Regions from separate parts of the Zea mays genome. Here regions 1 and 3 are each linked to region 2. A link is a contact called in public Hi-C data. All regions are on one chromosome and are shown on one strand. The core of a region is the stretch at or near the end of the contact, and the rest is flanking DNA. Distances in the headings are between cores, read along the strand shown. Region 1 holds the start of LOC100193821. Region 2 holds the start of LOC100273038 (hydrolase-like protein). Region 3 holds the start of LOC100282647 (protease Do-like 5).

Region 1 (3,430 bases), core at 797-3,296, 370 kb before region 2:
CTTCGGTGCACCCAACAGACTCAGGAAAGCCCAGGGAAGAATACTAAACTCAAAAGCAAACAATAATGGCCTTTGAGTTGATTACTCAAAATCAATTCAAAGCTCGGAGGCTACACCCATTGGGTGCACCTTCGGTGCACCCAACGGACTCAGGGAAGCCCAGGGAAGAACGCTAAACTTAAAAGCGAACAATAAACTCTTTTGAGTCGATTACTCAAAATCAATTTAAATCTCGGGGGCTACACCCAGGTGCACCCAATGGACTCAGGGAAGCCTAGGGAAGAACGCCAAACCCAAAAGCGCTCAGTAATGACCTTTGATTTGATTACTCAAAATCAATCCAAAGCTCGGGGGCTTGTGGGGATGGATATCCCCCGGGTCCACATGCGTATGGAAACACGTCCGGGGCCACCTAGCAGACACCCTTAGGGTGTCCTACGGTGGGCCGACCGAGAGTAACCAAGCAAAGCAAGCCCATTCTGATACAACAAAGGCCCACGTCCGAGTTAGGCGCCACGAGAGCACGAGTATGTCGGGCGTGACGGTTGTGCCCACCCGACAGGTTGAGCCTCCAGCGATAACTCGGGCGGATGAGCGCAGGAATTTCCCAAGATGTAGGAGGACGGTTCACTACAAACCGGGAGATAGGCGAATGGATTACTTTTGTCATCTGTGCGGGGATAGATATCATTGGTCGTGTATATAAGGCCAAGAGGTACCCCTACCATTTTCATCTCACCTTAGCCCACCATTCTCAAAGTCCACAACTTGTAATCTCATCCCAATACCAAAACCATCACAGGACGTAGGGTGTTACGCCTCTCGCGCGGCCCGAACCTGAACAAGCTTGTGTGTTTCTCCTGTCGTGCCACCGCACGAACCATCGAGTCATGATCGACGACGCCGTCCTGCCCTAAAAGCATCACGAGGGTTACCCCATGGTGTGCGGTCGGGTAACAAACACCGACACGGGTCAGCCCTTTCCTTTTGCGGGTTTGGTCGTCAGAGACGCAGGCGTCCGTTCCGTCTCGCTGGGTTGCTCGGCGGGGACTTGACCATCCGTCCCGCTTCGTTGGGTTGCTCGACAGGTCTTGGTCGTCCGTCCCGTCTCACTGGTTTGTTCGATGGGGGCCTTGGTCGTCCATCCCGCCTTGCTGGTTGCTCGATGAGGTCTCCTTAAGATACTCGGTTCCTTGGTACTCGTCAATTTTCGCATTCGATTTTAATATAGATATCAAATATATGTATGGGAATTCAACTTTCAATATTTTTCTCTAACCAACTATAGATTTGTATTCAACGAAACCGTGGAATATCCAACACTATCTATACTCGTAAAAAAAAAATCGACGAAACCATTTAAAATGTATTATTATCACTAACAACAAATGATTTTAATTTTAAAAACGCTACCAGAAAAAAATATGTACATTATTCAGAATACTACACAATGATAAATTTAATTTAATTTTAAAAGACTAATTATAATCACATTAGATTACCTATGTAATAAATACGTTATATCTATATGCATTAATGTATTTATTTTCATTGCTAAAGAATATATCTTCATTTATTAATCATATATGCTTATAACATATATATATATATACATACAATATAGTTATAATTTACTTGAAATATAAATTTTTATTGACTATAAATTCGTCGATGAAACAAAATTATTATATATTGCGACACTATGTTCCAAGATGGAAACTTAAATTTAAACTATTTATTTTATATTCATATTATTATATTTATATTTGATATTACCTTCGTTCTCGAATATTTGTCGTCGATTTGTTTATTTTTAAACTAAAACATGACAAATAAAAAAGAATAAAAAGAATGGATAAAGTAGTATTTATACTCGTATTCTAGTTAAAATTATTTGTATATGATAATATTTATAATAATATTCAAGTTAGAATATGATAAATAATAACATCCGAATTTCAATTTTATTTCTAAAATTCTTTTGGAAAAATGGAGAAGAAGCCACATCTGGGCAAGTGCGGGGGTCGTAGGGGTTCCCGATCCTTCCTTTCCCACTTCCCCTTTTTTGCCCGCCCGCTACCCAACCGCCGCCGCGGTTCTCGCTGCCAGCGACGGACGGGCCACACCGCGCAGGGGCTCAGCCCCGCCACCCACCTTAACCCCGCCGTCGGGAGGCGTCGTCCCCGGCCCGGCCCGGCCCGGCCCTCGCCCTCTACTGCAACTGGACTGGCGCGTAGACCTGTCCCCGCCACGAGATCGTTCCGCCCTATGTCGGTGAGTTACCCAAGCTTGCTCCGGTGTGCGGGGCTTCCTCACTGCTGCGGCAGTTTGAATTGAGAACCCTAATAACCTCCGGTCACTCAGGCGCGCCCGCTTCGTGGCGCTGCTGCGGTGCTCCCCTACTTAGCGCGCTCGAGTGCTCCACCCGCCTCTAATGTGATTACTGATTAGGCTCGTAGTATCCAGCGTGCAGGCGCAGCCGGGCAGGCTCACTTTATCTGCCTTCGGTGCATCCTGGCTGGCTGCACGGGTGTTCTCTATAATCAGTGCCCCGACTCGATCCCCATGCCCTGCATCCCGGATACACTGGTGTTTCCAGGGGGAGGGGCTGTCTTGGACACACTGCTGTTCCAGGGGTTGTTTCTGGACCAACTGAGTTCATGTGTTGCAACTGAGCTTCTAGCCATGCTTCCTGCCAGTTGCGGATCCAGGATTCATAAAGAGCCTAGGCTAGTCTATGACCAACCAATAACTACGAACAACTGCATATATACAATGACATGCATAAATTTGTTTGACGCCGACAAATATTTTTCTGAATGTATTACCTAATACGTATGCAAACATTTAAAATAAACTATAAAGAGATAACAAAAAAGTGTTCACAAAAATAGAAGATATTAAATGGTTTGCATTCCGAGATGTAACGATAGATAATATATCATAATTCATAATAGGCTGGATTGGTCCTTCAATATGTATGATCTTCTAATTCGGTCTACAATTTGAGGAGGATAGTCACATATTTGTAACAAGGCTTCATGTCCCAATCACTTGATGTCAATATAAAAAAATATTGAACAGTCTAAATCTTCCGGACTAACAAGTAATAACGCTACAATACTATAATTAGTTAATAAGAACAAAAATGCACATTACATAAGTTTAGATTGAGAAATTGAGAAACGATAGCAGTGTTGGGCTGGGAGCGTCACGTAATTTGCATGTCACGTTTGGGCCACGGTCTTTTCCTAGGTCTGGACCGTAAGTCCATGATCAGAAGCAGACCCACGAGGAGACAGATCAACAAGCTGTTGATGTCCACTTGATCCCGTGCAGAAGTGGCATCACTTGATCCACCTATGCACGAACCTACTCGATGTGCAGCACCGGCACAAACCAGAGCCCGGGCACACGCCTGCCCTGCCCA
Region 2 (3,343 bases), core at 725-3,224:
CTGAAATATATTATAACTTGAAAAGAGCAGTAGTGTAGTACCTGTCCATAGCGAATTGAGAGAGATAAATTGGGGTTGGATCAATATCATTTGTGGGACTAAATGGCTGTACGACCCGAACATCATCAAGGCCCAAGATCGCATCTGCATGCTCATGAGTCAGAAGAATCTGTTATCAATAAGGAAGAGGTGTTAGTGTACCATGGGTATGCAGAACACTGGATTTTCTTTAACAGCCATAGTGAACCCTCTCTTAGTTGGCCTTTTTGTTTGAAATAAACCATTATAGGAAAAACTAAAACAAGCAAGAGTATATCAGGGACTCACAGAATCAACGCAAGGGATTTTGTGGCGAACAAACCATCTCAGAACTTGTTCTCTGAATGTCTTCCCAACATCTATTATAATATACTTATGTGCACGTTCATCTTGGCAATAGTCAATCAAAAGAGAAGTGTTGCACCTGCATGAAATACACATATAAGCATAAATTATCTACCAACCTTGTTCAGGTACAACATCATTCTAGAAACATTTCAGAATGAAGTTTTGATTTCTTTCCCCTCAAGTAAAACATAAACAAGCACGATACAATCCTAAGTCACTAGAAGAGTTTAACATGATCCTAGAGAAGGTATCAGCCAAAAGTATGAGCATGAACAGAGATCAAACATTTCAAAGTTTCATCATAATCTAAAAATACATAAAAGTACGTTTGATTTACCAGAAGATGTAAAATACCATATACAACTTCTTTTTGTAATCTAAAGGTTAAGATATCCTGGGTTCACATATCCTGCTTTCACGACATTGTGCAATTGCATCTAATGTATGTGCCTTCTTCTTTTGCGTAGGTACTGGTTTCATCATATACATTATCTTTCTTGAACAAAAAGGAATAATGTTCTAACCTCACTTAATCACATATAATCTAAGCCTCCACAATACTACTGTGTCTCCTGTATACAGTACAAAGGAAAAACAGAGTGGAAAAGGTGAACCGTGATTTCTGCCATGGCGCCTAGCAGTCCAATGTAGAAACAAAAACTGGAAATAAGCAAGTCAATAAGATATCAATTACCACATCTTATAGATGAAATAGGAAGCCCGGCCAAGAAGTGTGTAAAAATAAAAATGTGCATAACCTGTGAATCCAATTCATTTGATCTCAAATATATTTGCCAGTCCATGGAGAATTCTAAGTTGACTCTGGCCTATCGCATACCCACATATTTGATCATCTAATCTGGTACATCCTAATATTTCCCTTTTCACAGCATTCCAGCTTCATACTGCTCCAAATGCATGTTGTGAACAACTAGATAAAATATATGCTAATGCACCAACAATTCTCAGACAAAACAAAATATCTATGCAACACCAAATCACCCTAAGGCCTTGTTCGTTTGTGTCGGATTGGTAGGTCGGAACGATTCCGAGCCGGATTGCTTCTCTAATTTATATAAACTTTGATTAGCCGGAACAATTTCGGGTACAATCCGATGTAAACGAACAAGGCCTAAGGATGAAACATTCCCGCATAATTTAATAGCAGTAACCAGGCCAAACCTCTCCGATCTCATACCATCACAGATCCGCACCGACCCCGTGATGATAGTAAACACGCTAAACACCACCACGCTCACCCCCCGCCGCAACACGACGGTAAAGTCTCACAAGGTTAGGGAGGATGGGCGAGAGGAGGCGAGGCGGCACCTGTAGTTAGGGTTTAACTCGGGCGGGACGGAAAGGGACTGGGAGCAGACGGGGCAGGGTGGGTCGGGGGGCTGGATCAGGCACCGCGCGTTCGGGACCGCGCTCGAGCACCCCGTGCCCAGGAACACCAACGACGACGAAGCGGCGGGTGGTGCGTCGTCGTCTCCGGCGGCGGCGGTGTGGCCGTTGGGGACGGCGGCGGCCATTGGGTTTGCCGGAGCGAGACCACGACCGCGACCGTGGCGAGACGGAGAATGTGGGGCCTGCGGAGACAAAGTAACAGCAGAATAGGAACGGGATCACTGGGAGGAGGTGCGCAGAATTTGCTTGCCTGGAAGATGGTTTAGCACGCAGCCACGTGCACAATAAACTATTTCCAGTCCTGCGATTTTACAATTGTGACCTCCGTTCATAAGTATATGATACTTTTTTCGAAAATTTAACCACTCGTTTTATTTAACAATATAAAATTTTAAGACAAACACAAACTATCTTAAATAATAAAACAAATTAAAAAAATAAATAGTAACTCATTATTCTTTTGAATAAGTCTTGTAGTCAGAATTTTTTAAAAAGTCAACAATATTATATATTTATGAACGGAAAGAGTATAATACTTCGTCAGATTTGTATAAAAATATACTAGTTAGTTGTAATATACATTTCTATATATCATATATATATACCTTATTTAAATGATATATTAATTTAAACATGATTATATATTTTTATTTACAATTTGTTATATATGTATATTTACAATATATCTCTTTTGTATAACATAAACAAATATGGGTTGTAGTGGTAGAAGCCAAATGCTTTATACCAAGTGAGTAGTGTTCGAATACTCGCATCCTACTCGTTCATTGCGCTCGCTGGAAGAGGTAACACATAAATAAACTTGCACTTAAATATAGCAGAGAACTTGTCGGATACCTAAGATGAGGGTATCCAGAGTAAGCCTGTAACCACTGTTCTAATCCGGTTCACTAGGTCCTCATAGAGTAAAGCCTGTGAGGCAGGACGACCAAGTCTCCCTCTCCCGAGCAAGTCTACGAGGCGAAGTGATCGACTAGATCCCCGCCGAGTAAAGTTGATGAGCAAATCTGTGAGGCGACACGACCGATCAGGTCCTCGCTGAGCAAATCCTGCAATGTCGAACGACCAAGTCCCCACCGAGCAAGTTTGCAAGGCAGACGATCGACCAGGTCCCCACCGAACAAAGCCTGCGAGCCAAGACAACAAGTCTCCGCCAAGCAAGTCTACGATGAGCGACCGACCATTATCCCGCCGAGCAAAGCCTGCGAGGCGGAGCAACTGACCAAGTCCCTGCCATGCGAATCCTGCGAGACATGACGACTAATTCTCCGGCAAGCAAGGCTTCGATTAGGCCTGCTAATGGCAAAAAATCCAATCCACTCCCACTCATACCCAAATCTAATTACTTTGATATCCATCCCACACCCAACCAAAAATACTAGAGGGAAGTTAAACCCAACCCATCCAATAACATTATTGATCCCAAACCAACCCATAAGGGCTTGTTCGGTTAGCTCTCAATCCATGTGGATTGAGTGGGATTGGATGGGTTTGAATCCCAAACAAGTCAAACTTCTTCTCAATTTTT
Region 3 (3,392 bases), core at 380-2,879, 280 kb after region 2:
GTTTTTCCTGCTTGCAAGTTCGCATTGGTGCAATATACCTATTGTCTGGTTTTGGTGGCAGCATGTTGTCTGCACTCTTCCTACGGAACAACTACCTCTCCGTTGGTGCTTCTGGAGCTCTATTTGGCCTGCTGGGATCCATGCTTTCTGAACTACTCATGAACTGGACTATATACTCCAATAAGGCCAGTATAAGCAATAAATGAATAACATTTTATTTTATCCAGTTGATTGATAATCGCTTAGCTCATCTACTTAATTTGCTCTTGCAGGCAGCAGCTATAATAACACTGTTGTTTATTATTGCACTCAATTTGGCTATTGGGATACTACCTCACGTTGACAACTTTGCTCACATTGGTGGATTCGCGACGGGTTTCCTCTTGGGTTTTGTTCTGTTGGCAAGGCCTCAATTTAGCTGGATGGAAAGTCATGAGTTGCCACACACTAACCAACCTCCCAAGTACAAAGCATACAAGTATATTTTGTGGGTTGTGGCACTCGTCTTGCTGTTAGTTGGGTAAGTAAATCCATATGGCTGGTTCAGTATATTTGTTGTAGACATGTCTTTATGCGTTTATTAAACATATAATGCAGAAAACGTGCTACAAAGATTCGTGATTCTGGACTAATGCTAAATTTTTGACGACCTATAAAGATGTTACTTGTTTTTGTGAAAGCTTGAAATAGCACTAATGTCAAAATTCTTGGGCCACAGGTTTGTGATTTCACTGGTGATGCTTTTCAAAGGGAAGAACGGGATGGCTGCCATTGGTGCCACTACTTGAACTTAAATTCGCTGGAAGATTGTATTTATATGTGCAACCATTAAAACGGTGTATGCTAATGTCCAATTCTGTTGTATTCTATTTTTTTATAAACTTGCAAGCTATTATTTGTATCATGGCCATTGTACACATGTATGCTTTTTTGTACGGTGCACTTGCATCTGTCTCTATTTCACTCGCTCACTTATCTGCTTTTTTATGCTTCTCTTTCGGATATACTATTGAACACATAGATAACCAGACATTTTGTCCAATATTTTTGCGTTGCAACGCACGGACATCTAACTAGATAGGCTTCCGAGCAAACTTTCTCCAGACCCACAAGGAAATATAAGATCCGCTCAGATATGTATCGTGCTCATCCTAGCGTACTCCTATTGCAACGCACGGGCACGCACATAGTTTTATTCTATTTTAGTTTTTAAATTGTCAAACACAGAAACCAAAACAGTGTTTGCAGCGTGAAATACACGAGCGTAAAATACTGCGTGTTTGCCACACAGAGGTTTGGGTTGGGTTCGAGTACTCGTCACGCCGATTGGCATGTGTAGGCACAATTGCTTTCCTTGTAATGTCAAAACTTGAACATATTTGCTTCTTTTGCTTTTGAGCCTGCTGTGGCCTGTGGACGCACGTAACAATAACAAGCTTATGTTGCTGAACCGCCAGGAAGAGGAAGCTTTGTTGCTGCTGATGCTTGGAGCGAGCAAGGGCCAGAATGCCAAGCCCATACCGTACAGTGCGGCGTTTTAGGCCGTGTCAAAAGCCCGCCTCAGATGGCACGGCGCCACGGCCCAAGTCCCAGCCAGCTCTAGGCTCCGCCATCGCCACGTCATCGCCCATCAGATAGCGCGCTCCCAGTCCCAGTCCATCATCGGACACACCTGCTCTCGGCTCGTGGTTCGCGGCTTCGCGCACGCGCAGCAATGGCGCTCCGGCCGCAGCTGCTTCGCCTCCTCCTCCCATCGCCTCCCCACCGGAACCCTCCGCCTCCGCCCTCCTCCCCGTCCGTCGCACCCATTGGCCGCCGCACCGCCGCAGCAGCCGTCCTCCTGCTCGCCGCGGGCGTCTCCGCCCCGCCCCCGCGCGCCGCCCGCGCCGAGCCCGACGGCGAGGACGTCGACGAGGCCCGCATCGTCCGCCTATTCCAGGTACGGTAAACCGTCCCATTCCCACCGCCCGGAGCGGAGCCCTACATACCCTAACCGCCGACGATGCCGGATGCGGCGCGTGCGCTGGCTGTATCTGTATGCAGGAGGCGTCGCCGTCGGTCGTGTTCATCAAGGACCTCGTCGTCGCGGGGCCGCAGGGGCGGAGAGTTGGTGAGGATGAGGACGGGGACGAGGAGGGCGGCGGTGCTAAGGTGGAGGGCACAGGCTCGGGATTCGTGTGGGACTCCACGGGCCACATTGTGAGCGTCTTCCTATCTCCCGTTTACGCTAGTTGTTGATACATTCAGTAAGTTCTACAGATTTTAAGGCACTTTCTATAATTGTGTTGTTTTGTATCCTGTTATGTTGCAGCGTTTGGTAGTATAATTACCCTGGTGCTTTGAAATATTTGTGCTCTTTATAGGGGTATATCTGTGAATTTAGTAGTCCTCTGATCGATGGTAATTCGTTGCTTCAAGTTTCAAAAATTCTGTGTTTATTTACACTGCCACATCAGGTCACGAATTACCACGTGGTTGCGAAGTTAGCTGGAGACGGATCTGCATCTCATCGCTGCAAGGTTGCCCACTGGTATCACACTGATGACAATTCATCTCCTTGTTTACTCGCTTCAATCATTTCTTCATTGTTTTTGCAGGTGTTTTTGGAGGGTTCTGGTGGCAAAAGTTACTCAAAGGAAGCGAGGCTAATAGGGTGTGATCCAGCATATGATCTTGCGGTTCTGAAGGTTTGGAATTTCATTATCTGTGGCTCAAGTTCTGGTGATGTCAAATTGGTTCGGAGCTGTGGTCTTTGAGTTCAAGATTAGTGCTGCAGATAGATGCTGACAGGGACCAGCTGAGGCCTGCTCTGATTGGCACATCACGGAGTTTGCGAGTTGGGCAAAGCTGCTTTGCCATTGGGAACCCTTATGGATATGAACACACTCTAACTACTGGGGTAACTTCTGAAATTCTCAAGAGTCCAACAGTCCGATGTGAATACATTGTCTAATTATGGATAATGTTATTGGTACACATCCTTGTATATCAAATCTAGAGTATTCTGATGTGCGATCACTAAAGTTTCTTGTAGGTTATTAGTGGATTGGGGAGGGAAATACCATCTCCCAATGGGAGAGCGATCCGTGGGGCTATACAGACAGATACTGCTATAAATGCTGGTAATGTCTTCCTTCATTTTGTATTATGTATGGGCTCAATACCATCTCCAGTATCCAATCATCTTTTCTAAAAAAAGGTTCAAGTTCACAAACTGATTTTTTGGGTGAATGATGGTAATTACTGAATTTGATGAAGCCAGCATTTCATTCGTTTGTTTCACTTGAGCTCCCTTGAGTTGTATTGTATTCTTTAATCATGACTGTTTTTTTCTTGAAAAGCGCAGGAGAACTGCGCCCATTATATTAATCAAAGGTAGGAAAACAAGGGCA

What was found. A called contact is a pair of places that touch in the nucleus more often than the background predicts.
Region 1: a contact with region 2 is called in a Hi-C map of endosperm, with 3 times the contacts expected there. The contact joins the promoter of LOC100193821 here to the promoter of LOC100273038 in region 2. A contact is called at or near these places in 2 of 25 Hi-C or Micro-C datasets (endosperm and leaf).
Region 3: a Hi-C map of leaf mesophyll shows a contact between it and region 2, with 4 times the contacts expected there. The contact joins the promoter of LOC100282647 here to the promoter of LOC100273038 in region 2. A contact is called at or near these places in 9 of 25 Hi-C or Micro-C datasets (bundle sheath, ear, endosperm and 4 more).

The regions. Positions count from the first base shown.
Region 1 is chr1:177,735,508-177,738,937 of Zm-B73-REFERENCE-NAM-5.0, forward strand. LOC100193821 reads left to right here and starts at 2,047. Exons shown (of 6, transcript NM_001367039.1): 1 at 2,047-2,274.
Region 2 is chr1:178,108,649-178,111,991 of Zm-B73-REFERENCE-NAM-5.0, forward strand. LOC100273038 (hydrolase-like protein) reads right to left here and starts at 1,975. Exons shown (of 10, transcript NM_001147487.1): 1 at 1,717-1,975; 2 at 328-463; 3 at 42-169. The coding sequence starts at 1,922.
Region 3 is chr1:178,393,772-178,397,163 of Zm-B73-REFERENCE-NAM-5.0, forward strand. LOC100282647 (protease Do-like 5) reads left to right here and starts at 1,630. Exons shown (of 8, transcript NM_001155555.2): 1 at 1,630-1,939; 2 at 2,044-2,199; 3 at 2,457-2,519; 4 at 2,598-2,687; 5 at 2,777-2,899; 6 at 3,035-3,122. The coding sequence starts at 1,715.